3 separate regions of the Zea mays genome follow, and all the other regions are linked to region 3. Evidence: chromatin contacts called from public Hi-C data. All regions are on one chromosome and are shown on one strand. The core of a region is the stretch at or near the end of the contact, and the rest is flanking DNA. Distances in the headings are between cores, read along the strand shown. Region 1 holds the start of LOC541990 (Glutathione transferase III(b)). Region 2 holds the start of LOC107403161 (Protein SRC2-like protein). Region 3 holds the start of LOC100191808.

The links. A called contact is a pair of places that touch in the nucleus more often than the background predicts.
Region 1: a Hi-C map of endosperm shows a contact between it and region 3, with 5 times the contacts expected there. The contact joins the promoter of LOC541990 here to the promoter of LOC100191808 in region 3. A contact is called at or near these places in 5 of 25 Hi-C or Micro-C datasets (bundle sheath, ear, endosperm and 2 more).
Region 2: a contact with region 3 is called in a Hi-C map of ear, with 2.8 times the contacts expected there. The contact joins the promoter of LOC107403161 here to the promoter of LOC100191808 in region 3. A contact is called at or near these places in 4 of 25 Hi-C or Micro-C datasets (ear, leaf, leaf mesophyll and 1 more).

The regions. Positions count from the first base shown.
Region 1 is chr3:157,123,291-157,126,132 of Zm-B73-REFERENCE-NAM-5.0, forward strand. LOC541990 (Glutathione transferase III(b)) reads left to right here and starts at 1,316. Exons shown (of 3, transcript NM_001111641.2): 1 at 1,316-1,599; 2 at 1,685-1,733; 3 at 1,985-2,842. The coding sequence starts at 1,450. The coding sequence ends at 2,451. LOC100272812 (WD repeat-containing protein domain phosphoinositide-interacting protein 3) reads left to right here. Exons shown (of 4, transcript NM_001147265.2): 3 at 1-14; 4 at 107-569. The coding sequence ends at 197.
Region 2 is chr3:157,017,795-157,020,871 of Zm-B73-REFERENCE-NAM-5.0, forward strand. It overlaps LOC107403161 (Protein SRC2-like protein), which reads left to right and starts at 1,639. Exons shown (of 1, transcript NM_001321443.1): 1 at 1,639-2,828. The coding sequence starts at 1,657. The coding sequence ends at 2,622.
Region 3 is chr3:157,502,934-157,506,091 of Zm-B73-REFERENCE-NAM-5.0, forward strand. LOC100191808 reads left to right here and starts at 1,347. Exons shown (of 3, transcript NM_001153668.2): 1 at 1,347-1,611; 2 at 1,843-1,918; 3 at 2,197-3,158. The coding sequence starts at 1,582.

The DNA of each region.
Region 1 (2,842 bases), core at 66-2,565, 380 kb before region 3:
GGCATGGATGGAAGGTGATAACATGGAACATAACATTCGCTCTCTACAACAATAAGCGCTGTAGCTAAATCTAAATATTTCTTCTTTCCCCCCAATGGTTTTGCAGCTTCTACAGATGCCGGTTTGATCCAGTCAACGGAGGAGAAATGCTGCAGCTGGATTGCTACAGTTTCCTGAAACCGTCGGATCAACCGTAGTCACTAGTCCGTAGCAACGCAACATACTGTCAGCATCACCCTCAATCTATTCATGCCCACTACCGCGGTACCAGGATTGTACATTATCTTTGTGTGCCTTCGTTGACTCGTGGGTTTAGCAAAAATAATAATAGTTTATTTGTAAATATATATTTCTTGTTGGCTCTGCTGTTTGTTCTGCGGAAGGCCTAAATCACCCGTCTGCAGACGAACGTAGTAGAATGCATCGTTATTTATTTCATGAATAAAATAAAGTAGCCTAATAATGTTGTCTTAGCGTGGTGAATAAGTTAGGCTAGCGTTGTATTTTTTTTTTGCCCTTGCCTTTTAGGATAAAATATTGTCGGTATGCCTAACTATTCTGTCCTTGTGTTTGATTGGTTGGTTGCGCTGTGATCCTTATAATAGTAATGTTTCGTCTTCATGCGAATCATCATCCGCATCCGCTCTCCCAAGCCCCCAACCACCACCACACGGCTGGCGGTTCGTCGCTTCACCACACAGCACACGTCGTCCGTTCTTTTATTTGTTATCCTTGACCTGATGACTCAATGTCCATGCCCGTAACGCCTTGCACCTACCCCCACCGCTGCTGGCCTTGCATCTCGGGGTGAATCGGGTGATTCAGTATACATATACTGCTTCAGAATTCTCTGCGGAGGACTAGAAACGTGTCTATATTTTACATTCTATACTTAAATATAAAAAGAAAACATAGCAAGCATCTTGCCAGTTAGTCTAGGATATCGCTCAATTACAAAACCAAATATGGTCCTTACATAACTTGTACACGTAGCCTTCTTGATCAGAAATCGACATGGCAATGCGATTTTTAACACGATAAACCCATTGGCGTCTCCATTTATAACGTGCGTCCGTCAAGGCAGCTTCGTTTCGGGTCTCCTTTTCGGGACACTACAGGAAAACAGATCTGGTAATCTATGCGCCGATTTTTAACATGAGAACCCATCGGCATCTCGATTTCCAAGGCAGATTTCCTTTCTACCTTCCGCCTCATGGAGATGCAATGCAACGGCAATTTGCGCCATTTTATTAGAAATTGCGGTGGCGCAATTAAATATATCGCGGCTGCCCCTGTCGCCCCCGCCCGTCCGCCTCCTTCGTCAGCTGGCAGCTGCTATAATAAGGAAGGAAGAAGATAACGGAGGGCAAGGAAACTCGCTCCCACTCTACTCCTATCCACTGCGGCCTGGACGCGTGCGAGAGACTTGACCAAGCAGCAGCAGCAGGGATGGCGCCTCTGAAGCTGTACGGGATGCCGCTGTCCCCCAACGTGGTGCGCGTGGCCACCGTGCTCAACGAGAAGGGCCTCGACTTCGAGATCGTCCCCGTCGACCTCACCACCGGCGCCCACAAGCAGCCCGACTTCCTCGCCCTCAACGTGCGTCATGTTCATGCGTCTTTCCTCTCTCTCTGCTAATTTAGCTTGCGCCTGATCTGTGTGGCTCCCTCTTTCGTCCGAACAGCCTTTCGGCCAGATCCCGGCTCTCGTCGACGGAGACGAAGTCCTCTTCGGTAAACTCCCCCGCCTCTGTTTTTACTGATAATAATTCTTCGTCGCGGTTGATTATTGTTATGAAATTAAATAACGTACGAGATCTAGATCCAGATCTAGGAGCAGTAATCTCTGGATTTTTTTTTCAATTTTTTTTTTTAAAAAAATGAACCTTATCCCTGTTGTGTTGACCACTCGGATTTCTGTGCTGAACTGTCCTAAGAACTCAATAGCTGTCGTGTCGTGTAAGAACCGCAATCTCGCGTTGCAGAGTCCCGTGCGATCAACCGGTACATCGCCAGCAAGTACGCGTCGGAGGGCACGGACCTGCTCCCCGCGACGGCGTCGGCGGCGAAGCTGGAGGTGTGGCTAGAGGTGGAGTCGCACCACTTCTACCCGAACGCGTCGCCGCTGGTGTTCCAGCTGCTCGTGAGGCCGCTCCTGGGCGGCGCCCCCGACGCGGCGGTGGTGGACAAGCACGCGGAGCAGCTCGCCAAGGTGCTCGACGTGTACGAGGCGCACCTCGCCCGCAACAAGTACCTCGCCGGGGACGAGTTCACGCTCGCCGACGCCAACCACGCGTCCTACCTGCTCTACCTCAGCAAGACCCCCAAGGCCGGGCTCGTCGCCGCCCGCCCCCACGTCAAGGCCTGGTGGGAGGCCATCGTCGCCCGCCCCGCGTTCCAGAAGACCGTCGCCGCCATCCCCTTGCCCCCGCCGCCCTCCTCCTCGGCTTGACCTCGCCTTGCGTTGCGCCGTTGCCTGGGTCGCGGATGCGTCGGAGCCCCGAGTCGAATAAAAGAGGCAGCATCCTGTCTTGCATTTGCTGCTGCGCCATGTGTTAACAGCCTGTGTAATAAACACTGTTGCTTTCGTGTGTGTTCATTGCCTTTTGGTTGGTCTTTGCATATCCTACTAGTGCTGATCTTTTTGTGAAGCTTGGATTGGATGGACGCGTTTTCTTCACCGTAATTCCCTTCTTCCTGAGCGACGTGACTGTTGATTCGAACAACAACAAAATTTTCGGCCCACAACCGCAAGGCCCGTTCCTACGACTCACCTGTTGGGTTTGGGTTACAGTTAAGGCCTTCCTCTTGGATGAATTTATATCCCATATCTAATTCTATGG
Region 2 (3,077 bases), core at 389-2,888, 480 kb before region 3:
CGGACTTTTCAGTTTGTGTCTTTCCCCATATACAGATGGTAGGAAAAATCAAGAACTATTGAGGTAGGGTCTTGACAACTTCTTGCTTATCCTCTTGATCATACCAGTTCTTTTGATCTATGAATTTGTACCGCCTTTTCATTTATTTCACTGATGTAACCTCCCTCTTGATTGGCAGGTTGAAGTGGCTGAAGAGCCAAAAGGTGAAGAGGCAAAGGGTTGATGAAGCTTCACTTAAGAGGTTGTTAGCAAATCATGGGATTTCTTGTTGAAGTATGGGCTCTTGTTAAATTGCAATGGTAATTCCATACTTAAATTTTAATGATAATTCCATACCCTTCAATCAGTTTGATATTGAATTTTCTTTTCCTTGTGCCAGTAAGTTCATGCAAAAAATGGACTCAAAGATCCTATAAAGAAAGGCACTTGATCTTTGTATCTTACATGAGTTTGTTTATAAATAAAGTTGTATCTAAAGTCTAAACTTCGATGATCTATGAAAGACCGTTCTTGGTTTTTGTTTTTAAATAAAGTCTACTTATATGATATATATAAATCGTAGCAACGCACGAACATCTAACTATATATCTTAAAAGTTATGAGACTATTACAAAGTTCTAGAGGCCAATTAATTTTGATTTACAACACAACACATGACCATACGTATGTTATTATTGTACTTTTTCCGTTGCAACGCACGGGCACTTATCTAGTACTACTTATGTTCCAAAATTATTATTCGTTTTAGTTCTTTATTTTTATGTCTATATTTAAATAGTAGTGAAAATATACACTTATATAAAATATATATTAATTATTGTATAAATATATTAAAATTATAGAATAAATTTTAATTTGGGACAAAATTACGATGTTCTGGACAAAATGGAATAAGCATACTGTGCGAAGAAAACCATAGCGACGGACGAGCAGCGTCGTCGACGCGTGGAAAGATCCCTCCGGCAAACGGCGAAGGCGATCTTTCTTTTTTCGCAAGAGAATCGCCGGCGCTACCACAACTGACGGCTGAGATTCGCTGAGAACCACGCCACACTGGCGTTGGTCAATGCGCAGAAACGTCGCCACTTGGGATATTACACAAACAGCACTGAGACACCGACAAGGTGGCCCAACGGCACTGAGCAAAAGAAACGGTCCCATTCCTTCGGCGCCTTTGGCAACCGATCCGCGTGTTGCGGTGCGGTCGCAAAGCGCCACAGAGTAAGCCCAGACACACCCTGAGACCACGCGTCATACATGCTACACTCTCCTCTTCTCATCCGCGTGTAAGGAAACCGCTGACCTCCATCACACACGGGGGTCTAGATTCTAGAAGTACCTGCAAGCCACCAAAGGTTTCACTGACATACAGTCCCATGTTACTTGGACCCACCAGTCATGCAGAAGGCAAAGTATCCGCGTTCAAGAAATGTCCTAGCAGCCTCCTCCGAGCTCCGATCCCCTCCCTAGCATAAACACGAGCCTTGTGTCGTGGAAACAATCTCAAGTCATCGATTCATCCAGCACAAGCAGCATCACACAAAACCGATCAATCTCGCAGAGGGAGAACCAACCAATCCATCATCTATCTCGACTCTCTCGCGTCTCCGCCGGATCCAAACAAGAAAAAAAGTGCCCACCCGCGAGCTCCCGGCCATGGCGACGACGCGGCCGCTGGAGCTGACACTGATCTCGGCCAAGGACCTCAAGGACGTGAACCTGCTATCCAAGATGGAGGTCTACGCCGTGGCTTCGCTCTCTGGCGACCCCCGGTCGCGGCAGCGGATCCAGGCCGACCGCGCCGGCGGCCGCAACCCTACCTGGAACGCCACGCTCCGCTTCGCCGTCCCGGCAACCGGCGCCTCCTCCTCCCTCCACATCCTCCTCCGCGCCGAGCGCGCCCTCGGCGACCGCGACGTCGGTGAGGTCCACATCCCGCTCTCCGAGCTCCTCTCCGGCGCCCCCGACGGCCCCGTCCCCGCCAAGTTTGTCGCCTACCAGGTCCGCAAGATCTCCTCGGGCAAGCCCCAGGGAGTCCTCAACCTGTCGTACAGGCTCGGCGAGGTCACCCAGACGACAGGCGCCAACGGCTACGCCCCCGCCCAGGCCGCCTACACCCAGGCCGCTGCGTACCCGCCTACCTCCGCGTACCAGCCACCGTCCGGCAAGGCCGACACGTACCCGCCTCCTTCAGGCAAGGCCGACGCGTACCCGCCTCCTGCCGCATACCCGCCGGCAGCCAAGGCCGACGGGTACCCACCTCCGGGCGGCGCGTACCCGCCTGCGGCAGGCAAGCCGGCCAAGGCGGGCGAGCCGGTGACGGCCTACCCTGCCGCCGGTCCCAGCACGGCGGCGCCCTACGCCGCTCCTCCGTCGCAGTACGGCGGTTACGGGTACCCGCCACCGCAGGCCGCCGCGTACGGGTACCCGCCACCGCCACAGGCCGGGTACGGGTATCAGCAGCAGCCCAAGAAGAAGAACAACTTCGGGATGGGGCTCGGCGCCGGGCTGCTGGGTGGCGCCGTCGGGGGCCTTCTGGTCGGGGACATGATCTCGGATTCGTCGGCGTATGATGCCGGCTACGACGCCGGGTTCGACGACGGCGGTGGCTTCGATTTCTAGAGCAGCGCAGTGGTGACGTGATACCGCGCATCTGAGAGACGAGTTCTTTCGTCTTGGATCTGACTTTGTGACTTCTTTCGCTTTATACGCGATCTGATTGTTAGGACGAAATCAAATTATGCATCTTATATCTGATACACTGCATGTTATTGATATGATACTGGAAGCGTGACATTATATGAATGGCACACAGTTTTCTTTTGTTCAGATTGGCGCCTGCTTCCGAAGTTTCTGATGGTCTGACGTCTGATCGATTGGAGTGTGTGTTGACCAAACATTTTTACTGAGATTTTGAGGGACAGTTTCATATTTGCGCTTGCTTGCGAAGTTGCCTGTACGTGTTGATGATCCAATCTTGGAACAGGTTGATACACGTAGCATTGTATTGCATTGGTGCCTTTGGAAACCATAAAGATGAACATGTTTACATGCAGACAGTTTTTTAAGTGTGAAAT
Region 3 (3,158 bases), core at 97-2,596:
TGCAAACACACAAAAACGAATTCCAGATCACTCCAGAACTCACCTTTTGCAAATACGGTGCGTCGTCGAAAATTAAAAAGGCTTCTTCCTCCCGGGCCGGGACGTGGAATCGATGCTTTCTTCTCCATGGGAAACTGAAGAAAGCGCGACACCACGCCACGCCACGCCACACCACACCACACCACACCACACGAGGCGCTTTGTGACGAGGCAGCAGCGGAACAAACTCTTCCTCTGCACGCACGGCGGGCGGGCAAACGAAACCCATAACAGCTTAACAAGATGCACTTGCATCGCGTTGCATGCAGTGGCCAATCTTTCCTCTGGTGTTTCGCGGGCGGCCGGCGACTGGCGTGACGACGGAGGTGGAGGCCGGCCACCACTAACCGTACCCTCGGTTGCATTGCATGAGAGCTGCAGTGAAGAAGCTAGCCATCATCATGGCCCATGCATGCATGATTGCATGGGAGGGGTTGTCGTAATAATCCTGCTGACCATGGGAGGGGAGGGGAGGGAACAAATAGAATGACACTTTGTTTGTAGTCGTCTTCCTCCTCTTTGTCATCTTGTGTTTCGTCGTCGTTGTATTTTTTTTTTCATCGCCGTCATCTCCTTCGTCAGCGATCGAGTTGCTGCTGCCTGCCTTGCTTCGCTTTTGCTTGTTTCCATTCACAAGTGAAAAACGTACTACTACGTTATGAAGAAAAAGGCTTTGTGTTACTAAAAGCACGCCTCGTATATATTTTTGTTTCCTTTCTTTTGGTTATATAATTCTATGGTTCCAAGGCAAGAGCATGCATGCGTCGACAAGAGAGAGAGAGCATATAATATGGCTAGCTAGCGGTTTTTGTATGGTGCCATGCCAAAGTCCAAACCAAAGACCTACACATACCAGCACAACTAAATCTCCAGATGAAGAATCCAAATCCACGTGCTGCACGGATCTAAATTGTTGCCCAATGACGCCTCCTGCTGGGTCTCACGGAAAAGAAAACAGGAGGAGCTAGGAGGAGGAGGAGGAGGAGAAGGAAGGTGAAGAGCGGCACAGCAGGAAAAATCTCTTTAGTTGTAGCTCAGTTGAGCAAGACAGCAACAACAATTAGCAAAAGTGCAAAAAGAAAGAAAGAAAAAGCCGCTTTAGTTGGCATCATGACTACACAGTGTTGTAGTACAGCTCATGATGAGCTCCGAAAGAAAGAAAGGAAGAAGAAGACGACTAGGACTAGCACTAGTGAACCATGCATGGATGTCCACCTCCATACGCTTGGTCTCACTTTCACGGCCATCTTTACCTCCTCCCAAAGCCAGCCAGCCAGCCTCTCCAAGAGCGTGGTGCGTCCATTCATTTGTTAAAGCCACCAAAGGTGTTCAGCAGCTCAGCTCAGCACTATTCGTTCGTTCTCCGTATATATGGCGGTTGCTTCGATTCCTTTCACTCGTTGTTATCACTACTAAACTAGTGCGGGGTATAAAGCTCTCTCCCTCCGCGCTTCCGATCAGTTCACGACGACTCCAGGTCCAGGAGGGGCGCACTTGACTTTCCCCTCCTCCTCCTGCGAGCACCTTCCTCGCCTCGCTCTCATGGCCTCATCAGAGCCTATAGAGTGCCAGGTACCAATGTTCTCTCCTCTTCTCTCTTTAATCTCTTTCCCTGGACCCGATCGAGTTCCAGTTCTGGTACATGTTTGCAGAGCGCGCAATTGGTCTTCTTCTTCAGCTTGTCTGATTCCTGTTCCAGCGGTCCAGCCACTGTTTTTATTTTCTTCATCTTCTTCTTCTTTCTGTTTGATTCTTCTTCTTCTCAGCGATCCGTCTGTGACTGTGTGTCCTGTTTTAATTCAGGTTGTGGCGCTGAGGGTGTCGATTCACTGCCAAGGATGCAAGAAGAAGGTGAAGAAGGTGCTCCAGAACATCAGCGGTACGCGTCGCACGCTCTTAGCTAGCGGGTCTTTCAGTTTACCACCCACACGTCGTAGCTTGGCATTGTCCAAGGCCTTGCTTACACAGCTCCTTGCCTTCGATTGCAGCACCTACTCAGCACTAGTACATGCCTTTTTTTTTTTGCAAGCAATTGCCGGCCTCGTTCTTGTTTTTTTTCTAATCGGTAAAATAACGAAACAAAGTCGATGGCAAGTCTCTGGGACAGTTTGATCGGGTGAAGGTGCTGAGTTTGTGTTGTTTTTGATCCTGTTCAAGGCGTGTACCGATGCGAAATCGATGCCCGGAGCAACAAGGTCGTGGCGACGGTCTCGACGGAGCTCGACCCCTACATGCTGGTCGCCAAGCTGCGCAAGTCCGGCAAGCAGGCGGAGCTGTGGCCGGAGCAGCCGGTGCAGCAGCAGGAGCAGCCGGCACCAGTACCACCAGCTGAGAGCCAAAGGCAGGAGGAGCCCAAGAACAACCAGCCTGCGGAGCCGGGCCGACCCAGCGAACCTGCCGAGGAGCGCGGCGCCGCCGCCGACACGGCCGAGGCCGCCGCGGCGGAGCCGAGCAACCCGCTACCTTCGCCGCCGGAGCCCAAGCCGAGCGCCGGCGGAGGAGAGGCCCCGAATCCGGCGGCCCAGGACAGCAAAGAAAACGCCAGCGCCGACGACGTCGGCGGCGGCGACGATACGGCCGCGGCACCGGCACCGGCGCAGCAAGGACCCAGCGAGGCGAAGGGGAAAGCGAAATCGAAGCAGCATACGGCGGAGATGGAGGAGAGGCAGCCCGTGGACGCCAGAGTGACTGTGGAGTACGACCACCGAGGCGTCGGTGGGGGCTACGTGAGCCGCATGCCGCCGCCGGCAGTCATGAGCTACAACCAGGTGCGCCCGAGCGTGAGCGCGTCCTACTACGCCCCCGCCCCGGCTCCGGCGCCGGCGCCGATGCCGATGGGGAGGCCCGGGCCGTCGCAGGGCTACATCGACGAGCACTACACGCCGTCTTACAGCAGCAGTAGCAACAACTACTACTCCTCCAACCGGTCGCCGGCGTACGAGCCGTACTACTACAGCGCTCCGCAGCCGGCGCCGTATAGCTACCAGTACCAGTACCAGCCGGCTTCTTCGTCCGAGGATTACTACTACAGCGCGCCGCCGCAGAGGAGCGCCTTCTCGCCGCCGCGGGAGGGCTACGGCGACATGTTCAACGACGAGAACGCCAATTCTTGCACCGTC